2 separate regions of the Zea mays genome follow, and region 2 is linked to region 1. A link is a contact called in public Hi-C data. All regions are on one chromosome and are shown on one strand. Each heading gives the region's core, a stretch centred on a gene start, on an enhancer-like site or on the middle of the called end of the contact. The rest is flanking DNA. Distances are from core to core; before and after follow the strand shown. Region 1 holds the start of LOC100283159. Region 2 holds the start of LOC100284289 (serine/threonine-protein kinase WNK4).

What was found. Hi-C and Micro-C count contacts between places; a contact is called where the count stands out from the background.
Region 2: a Hi-C map of leaf shows a contact between it and region 1, with 4 times the contacts expected there. The contact joins the promoter of LOC100284289 here to the promoter of LOC100283159 in region 1. A contact is called at or near these places in 3 of 25 Hi-C or Micro-C datasets (ear, leaf and tassel).

The regions. Positions count from the first base shown.
Region 1 is chr4:219,874,103-219,878,441 of Zm-B73-REFERENCE-NAM-5.0, forward strand. It overlaps LOC100283159, which reads right to left and starts at 2,831. Exons shown (of 2, transcript NM_001156061.2): 1 at 1,967-2,831; 2 at 1,294-1,856. The coding sequence starts at 2,764. The coding sequence ends at 1,557.
Region 2 is chr4:220,022,522-220,027,066 of Zm-B73-REFERENCE-NAM-5.0, forward strand. LOC100284289 (serine/threonine-protein kinase WNK4) reads right to left here and starts at 1,401. Exons shown (of 7, transcript NM_001398974.1): 1 at 1,147-1,401; 2 at 892-929; 3 at 470-700; 4 at 1-156. The coding sequence starts at 1,251.

The sequences.
Region 1 (4,339 bases), core at 1,581-4,080:
TCCTCTCTAGCCACTTGGCAATTATTGTGCTAACGATTAACCAAGTTTTGTGGATTAAGTTTTCAAGTTTCACAGGATCACCTATTCACCCCCCCTCTAGGTGCTCTCAACTGTCCGGTGCGCCAGTGCGCAGAAAGTTGCCTGTAACGGCTAGTTGGTGGGTGAGGGCTATTTATACCCCTTCCACCCACCATATTCAATGTCTTGCACTCCACATTTATTCCAGCACATTGCTAGAGCATTGCAAGCACCAAAAGCCTAGTGAGAAGATTAGAGAATCTTAATCCGCGTTTGTTCCTCATTAGCGCTAGCGAGAGCCACCTAGAGCACACACCACTTGCATTAGGCTTCTCTTGGTCAAGCGAAAGTCTACGGCTTGTTACTCTTGGTGATCGGCATCACCTAGACGGCTTGGTGGCGTTGGGAGCTCGGTGATCACCGTGAAGATCTTGTTGGTGACCCGACTCAAGTTTGTAAGCGGTCTCGAGGGATCTACCGCGCCGGAGTGGCAAAGGATCATCTCGTAGTGAGCACTTGGTTCTTGCGAGGACCAAGGGGGAGCGATACCCTTGCGCGGGTGCTCCAACGAGGTCTAGTGGAGAGTGCCGACTCTTCGATACCTCGGAAAAAATTGGAGGAGTCTTCTAAACCTTGCTTTACATTCCGCATTTAATTCAAGCACTTTACATTGTGTATTTGTTTAGCAAGTATTTGAAGTATTGTCTTAGCATTGTTGCATTTCTAGTATTATATTCTTAGTGCTAGTTGTTGGGGTGAAGTTGGGCTCTTGCTTAGCACTTGTTTAGGTTTTAATTAGTGTTGATTTTTAGAGAAGCCCAATTCACCCCCCTCTTGGGCATCGTGATCCTTTCAAATTCGATCCAAAGTGACAAAGGGGCCACGAAATTGCCCCTCGACATGGCCCTACCCAATCATTCTATGCTAATCGGGGAAGGCCTAACCCCACAGGAGGAATCCAGCTTGCTCGATTGCCTGCACCGAAATAAAGGTTGAGGATGATGTAGAAAACAAGGATATGACACTAATATGGAGTGTATTATATTTAAGTCACTTCATGGCATTTTTCTATAGATTTTTTAAAAATTTGTAAAATAGGGCACTGTTGAGACTATTTTAGAGTTGAGCTCTATATTTTAAGATGGAGCTTTGATTTAAGGTACCGTTGTAGATGCTCTAAGGCCCCTCCTGTCCTCCCCTAAAAAGGTGAATTATAGAAAGTTGATCCCCATGTCCATGTGTATTTCTCACCAATTCTGGAAAGTAAGCTGAATACATGGTTCTGAAAATCCTGGAGTTCATTCCTTAAAATTGAAAAACGCAACTTCTTCACTTTGGAGACATAATAATGGTTGGAACACTTGCATACATGCATACATAAACCATCCTTTTAGTGAGTATATAACTATATATACCAATTTATTAAACACACATGCACACTGTTCTTAAAGGAAAAAACACACACACAGATCCACACGCCAAAGCATTCAACATGTAGGTGATGAGCTGGCCGCCGGCTGAGGAAGCTGGATTATATTTCAGGGGTATAGCTCGATGATTGATCGAACACCTAAAACTGGTATGATTATGTAGTCACTGAAACCAGCTTCAAAGATGACGTTCCTCCATTCCTGCTCATCTCTCTCAAGGCCGTTGACGATCATAAAGAAGAGATCAGACATGACCTGTGTCTCTTTGTTCTTAAGGTTTGGAGGCCCTGCACCAACCACGGTATCTACTATTATCACCTTGCCGCCTGCATCTCGTGGAGGTATAGCTTTCTTGCAGTTCTTTAGTATCGTGACACACTCAGTGTCACCCCAGTCGTGCATGATCCACTGGAATAAGAAATCAGAAGGCAGTGTTAACTCCTGGTTAGTGTCAACTCTTGGGCTAAAAAACAGAAATGCATGTCCATATCAAACAAGTAGAAGACATATATATATACCTTGAGGAAGACAGCATTCGCTGGCGGAATGGCCTCAAACATGTCGCCAGCAACGAAGCTGAGCCCAGCGCAAGCGGGAGCGGTTGCGACCACGTGTGCAAGGTCCAGCACGGTGCACTGTATGGCAGGGAACGCCGCAGAGATGGCCTGCGCCGCCGCGCCATGGCCGCCGCCAACGTCGACCAGGGAGCGTATCCCCTGAAACACGTCGCCGCACTCCCTGACGGCGATGTCCATGAGGAAGCGGGTATCCGCGACCATCCCGGCGTTGAAGAGCTGGCTCACGGACGGGTCGTGGCCGACGACGTCCCACACGTTCTTCCGGTGGGACAGCTCGAAGAGCGGCAGGTCTGTGGCCGGCAGCGCGCTCTCGAACCACGTGCCGAGGTCAAGGAACGGGGCCACGAAGACGTTGTTAAGGATGAGGCTCAGTGTTGGAGCCAAGTTCTGTGACGAGCCGACAAGAAGTCGGGAGGCCGGAGTGAGGCCGTAGACGTGCTGATCGCCGTCATCGTCGGACGAGTTCTTGGCGACGCTGAAGATGCCGGCGACTGTGAGCGCGCGCATGAGCCTGCGCAGGCACGGTGTCTTGGACGGGTGGAGCGCGGCCTTGGTGGCTATCTGGGTGAGCGTGGCGGTGCCGCCGTGGCAGTGGATGGCGTCGGCGATGCCGAGCTCCAGCGCCGACTTGAACGCCATGGACTTGATGAACGCGAACGTGCTGTGCCAGAGCTCGAGCTGAGCGTCGAGCAGCGCCTGCTGATCGTTGTTGCAGCGTTGCTCCATGATGGAACCCATGGCGTATTGGTGTCGGTGCGTGGCGCTGCTATTAGCTTATTATTATATAATGTACCCTACGTTGAATATATAGCATGTAGGCTAGCTACATCTCTATATATAGGCTCATGTTTTGACAGCAGCCGTAGAACTGTACTTTTCCCTTCATCTCTGTATTCAAAAAAGTGCAGAACATCTACCACTTGATGAATTGAGACAAGGCGTCTGTCGCTTTGCGCTTTTCCATAGCTGGCGAGCAAGAAAGATATGGCGACTGGTGACCCATCCGTGTCATCTCAGCACCTAGCTAATAATACCATGAAAATCAGATTAAGATGTCACACTCAGCAGGTGTTTCTTACTTCAGCATGTGAAGTCATTTTCTTTCCCGCCCCCATGAATCCCGTTTTCATTTCTAGTCCCTAGTCTGTCCAATTATAATTTTGCACTAGTATAGAAAAGATCTGTAGAGGGCAGGGACATGTTTTTTTTTTTTGCTTAACTGACAACAGCATTTATAGAGCTCACCAGCGGCTCCAATGAAATTAGTAGCTTCTGGAAATACATTTTTCAAAGATGTGGCTCTAATTTAAAGATGTCTTTAGATCCATTTATAATAATATAAATAATAGCTGCGAGACGCCCCGCCAAAGAGAGCTTTATGAGAAACGTAGCCTAAAAAAGAGAGCTTCCATCCCTTAATTTTAGTACCGGGTTTCGTAGAGACCGGTAAAAAAATAATGGGAGGAAATCATGTTAACGGTTTCTTCTTTTGGTTTTAACACAAAAATCTCCTGTTGTTGGCGGCTACACCCGGTACTAATGTTAAGGCTTTAGTGTCGATTGAATCCACTAACAGATACTAATACCTTTAATACTAGTTTAAACCACAAATCGATACTAAAAGCTGAGTTTTAGTACAAGTGTGGAGAATGAACCGATACTAATATGTACCCTATATATGCCACTATATGTGTACACGCCTTCAAAGAACCTCCTGCTTCACCTCTCCATAGCGTCACCGCCACTCTATAGCCCATAGTGATCTTCCTTGCCTTCACCCTAGGACTCCAAGCAACTAGCCACCTTCGTCCAAGGACTCTATGCAGTCGCCTTCGTCAAAGGGTTGCTGGTAAGATTACTAACGACTTTGGATTGTGGTAAGGTTACTTAGCCACTCTACTTGTTAATTAGTTGTAAGAAGGACGTCAATAAGGTTGGCCTGATCATGCGACCTGGTTGGTCTATATGTATGTGGTGGGGTTTCTAAAGTCGGTTGTTTTCATGACCTATGCAATAGGGTAAAGCCCATATTTGCCAGTGATTTTGATGATCTAGATTATTGTGCAAGTTTGTATTTATGATTCTCGTATAATATTTGTCCATAACGTATACCTGTATTTTGGATATATGTTGTACACGTTATTTAGTGAAATGCTTCTTTCATTTTAGATCAATATGTCGTACATATTGTGCCTTACAAAATATTTAGTGAAATATCTCATTTATTATTATCTTTTAATCCCATACATTTTCAATCGCCTAGTCAGTGAAACTAAAATGTCAAATGGAATGCTTTTCTTCTGGTTCTTGCTG
Region 2 (4,545 bases), core at 151-2,650, 150 kb after region 1:
TTCCCATGGTTCCCATTGATGAAAATGTTGTCACACTTCAAGTCCCTGTGTATGATTGGTGGCTTCTGACTATGCAGATAGGCTAGCCCTGTCAGTATTTGTTTGGCCCATCGCCTCATTGCCTTCATGTCAACTTTCTTGTGCTTCGTACGGTACCTAACCACACCATAACATAGATCATGAAAGGGGATGGTGAAGCTAGCTACTTCTGTACAGCTGCTGTCCTTCTGAATGGAAAGGAAAAAAGAACCAACTTTGTATTTATTTTTGTCCCCTGAGAAGTGAAAACTAAAACTACCATTAGATTTTAAATTTGAAAAAAGAAAGAGTTGTTCAGATTTTGTTTGCCATTAGTAAATAACTGAACATTTACCTTGCCACAAAATAAGGTACTAGGCACAAATAATAAAAACAATCACACTCCATCGTAGCAGCACATATAGGGAGGGGTTATGTTATATTTACATACTCTCTCAAGTTGCCGGACGTGAAAAGCTCAGTGATTATATTGACCGCCCTCTTCTTGTTGTCGACCCATGAGGCGTAGAGCTTGAGAATGTGCTTGTGATGGAGCGACCGCAGCAGCTGGATCTCCGTCTTGAGCCGCTGGAGCTCCTTGGGGGATCCCATGGTCCGGCCGGTTATCTCCACTTTAGCCCATGCCACCTCGATGCCTTCGACCACGTCGAAACCTTTGTAGCTGCCAACCAAATCGATCACGTGAATCAACAAACACAAGCAAGAAGTTTTCACGTCATATTTTTAAAAAAACAAAAATAATCTGGTATTCAAGGTTGAATCTTTATGATTTCTCGAAAACTCAGCCTGAAATCCAGGAAACTAGTAATACTAATTACTGCATAAACTGCTGAGGAGAGGGAAGGGAGGTACACTGTCTTGAAGGCCCCTGATCCCACGACCTCCTTGTACTGCAATGCACGCACGAAACCGCTGAGATCAGGGAAAGATCTATAGTTTTCAGAATCAGACGAATAAACGCAGAAGCTCAGAATACAATCAAGATTCAACATTCAGGAAACTGAAAGCCCCCAGCGCCAACCCACCCGGCAACCCGACGAGACTTATCAACATGGCGGCATTAGCAGCAGAAGCGAAGGGACGGCGGTTGGGCGGCGCAGCACATACCCTGAAGTAGCGGCCAGTGGGGTCGACCTCGTCGACGTCGGGGTCGTCCACATCGTCGGGCGGCTCCGCCTGCTCGCCGCCGGACACATCCGGATCCGAAGCCATCGCGCCGGCGCGCTGCTCTGCCCGCGAGATCAGAAGTCGAGCCGGCGATGAATCGACGAGCCCTAGCAGGCTAAGGCGCTAACGCAGCGCGAAAGGCGGCGTGCGAACGCGAGTCTGGAGTTCCGGACTTTGAACTACCCTTGTGAGTTGTGACTCAAAATACAGTAAATACTCGTTCCAAGTTCCACGGGCACAGCGCCGCGGGTAGTTAGAACTTAGGAACGGGATCACGTGAGGCTGCATGTGGGCCCGGAGACATGGCGAGAATTACACCTGAGGATGGGCTATCGAATCGCACGAGGGCTGGAAACGAGTTGGTCTTGGCTCGAGTCGGCGTGGCTAGGTGACTTAGGGCCTGTTCGTTTCTGTTGGAAGGATTAATTCCAAATCTCCAAAACTTATAGTAGTTATTAAAGAAATCCAAGTCAGATTTATTCCACCTTCATTCCATGCGAAACAAACAGACCCTTAATAAATTTGGCTCGTCTATTCAATGACCTTTAGAACGAAGTTCGGCTCATGAGCTATACTTTGATAAATAATACTCTATTTATCTTAAAATATAATTCGTTTAAACTAATCATATATTCGTTAAATAACATATAAATGTAGGTTACATGTGTGTCTATATTTATTCTTATTTGATTGAATATGGACAGAAAAAAATGAACTAGAAAGAATTATATTTTGGACGGAGGGAGTATTACATATATAGTGACTTAATAGTATATAAATGTGAAAAATATAATTATCATTCATTATTATGAATAATCTAGATTATAAATTGTTATATTTTCATCATCAAAGGCTAATGAATGAGTTAGATATCTCTAATTTTTTTAATATTCAATACGTTGATTAATTTGGCATAGTTCGCGAGCCAACTCGTCTTGGCTCACTGGACTAACGAGCTTGAAAACCTGCATCGTCTCGCTTGAGGCTCGCGAGCCGCCTCAAGCCAAACTGAGCCAAGTCGGCCCAAGCTCGAGTTGGCTCGCCAGCCTCGAGCTTTTTTCCAGCCCTAATCCCACCAATACGGTGTACGCGGGCCATATTTTTTGATCCACAATAATCTATAAGTCGAATATAGGCCATAATTTTTATCTAAAATCTGACCCAAAATCAAAAAACTCGATCTAACCAAAAAATTTAACGCGTTTAGGCAGACACATGTCGACCCGACTCGACACAAGGCACGAGTCAAACACATGTCATGCCAAACAACTCACGATCTGGGAATTGATCATAGACCGTAGCTGTAACACCCCTGGTGTTACGAGAACTAAAACTTTGGCATGACATCATATGCATTAGTATTACATTATGTATGATACACCTAGGATGCATCCACTAGGCTATTTCAAAACCAACATGTGATGTGATGCTTGTGTGATGATCTGACTTGGTAAAAGGGATTCTTGACCCTAGGTTAGAATATCTCTCGTTAAGAATTAGAAACATGTGGCCTTGTAAGATGAGTACTAAAGGATGATCTTGACAAGTTGGTAGAAATGCTCAAGAAATATTATCTTGGAGAGCTTAAGTGCTACATGTATCCTAGAACACTCAAAACCCTAATCTGGAACCCTAAATAGTGCCCTATAGGGTGATTTCAGGTTCTATGCACTTTTAGTCAAAAGTGTATAAATCAAGATGATAGGGTAACAAAAGTTAAGCAACTTTCATGTTTGGGGATTTCCATATTTTGTGGTGAAACTTGGAGTAAATTGCAAAAAAGATCCATGAGCATCCTTGTTTTTTTTAAACTCTGAAAACAGTGTCAACAAGCCAACTTTAAGCCTCTGTATCTCTTGATCTATGAGGAGTTTGTTATGAGTCACCATAACAAAGATGTAGAGCTACTATAGTAGTACAAATTTGTGTAAGGAACCTAGCCCTAAAATTGTTTGGAGCTTAGTGTAAAACGTCTCCCAACTTGTGTTGTCATACTAGGGTAACACTGAAACTGAGAAACCAGTGACATTTCTCCAAGTTGGGAGCTAATTCGTGCCTGATTCATGGGGTTAAAGACTATGATCATTATAGCAAAGTTGTAGGTCTTGCATTGGAGATCAAATTCTTTATACCGAGTTGGACCTAGTGTTGTACAGAAATTAGAGTAAAACACCCCCAAAGTCGGGCTGTCAGGCGATTTCAAAATGGCATTCAGTATGTACAGTAAACTAAAAAGATCTCGGATTCATAGAACCTGCTGCCAGTGATCCCCGCGTCGCGATCCACGCTGGTGTTACGATTCATGCCCGATGGTGCGTGGATAACTACTAGAAGTAAAAAGATCGGAAGGGAGGTGGATATGGTCTCTAGCGTGAACTCATCGGCCGCACTCATTTGCTCTACGACGTGGCCGAGTGGCCGATGCTGTCGTGGCTGCCAGTGACCTCAATCGCGCCACGCCATAGGCCATCTTACCATGTCGTCGCAAGTCATGAAGAGTAGCCAATGATTGCCCTAGGACATTGCTCCATTGCGTGCCACGATGAACTTGCCTTAGTAAAAACATCTTGTCACCGCTGTGAGCCTAACTTCGTTCAAATCCGTGAGTAGCCGAGCCGATTCCTTTAAATTGAAGACTCTCCCTGCTCCACCCCCTTGTTACGAACCCAACGCAACCCCGACCGCATCCTACCATCCACCATAGCTCACAAATTTTGGAATTCTCTGAAATCGGTCATGGGCGTCGTCGTGATGAGTCTCGTCGTGGCCAAATCTTCTCATGTGAGTTTATACTTCTCTAGTTCTTGTTCTGGCATCCCTTTGATTCTTGGTTGCTCATTGACCTGGTAAATCGAACTATACTTTAGTGACCCTTTAAGAACATCACTTCGTCGTCGGTGAACATCGCTGCGAGCCATCTCCACGTGGAATCACTGTCCTAGTCCCTCGTCCACCTTCTCGGTCGTCGTCCCTGAGTCCTGGTGAGTCACTGAAGCTCATCGCACTTTCACTTCAACCGCTACCACGCTGGGTCACTGGGATCAAGCTCGACGACCCTCAGAATCTGCCATTGTTGTGGACATAAGGGATTTCGGACTAGATTAACCCAATTAATACATGGATTTGGATCATCTCGGACCGTGGATAACAATTAGATGCTCGGGTTTGACGGTCGTCGCCATTAGAAGCAGGTCCCATCGGGGATTGGTCGGCGGGCGAGCGTGCCGTTGTTAGGGACATTGAGTTTTGAAGAAATAGAAAGGGAAGGGCTTATGTAAAAACTATCAGTGAGACATGTGAATAGTGCCACAGACTCTTTACTGGATGTTCAAAACGCCA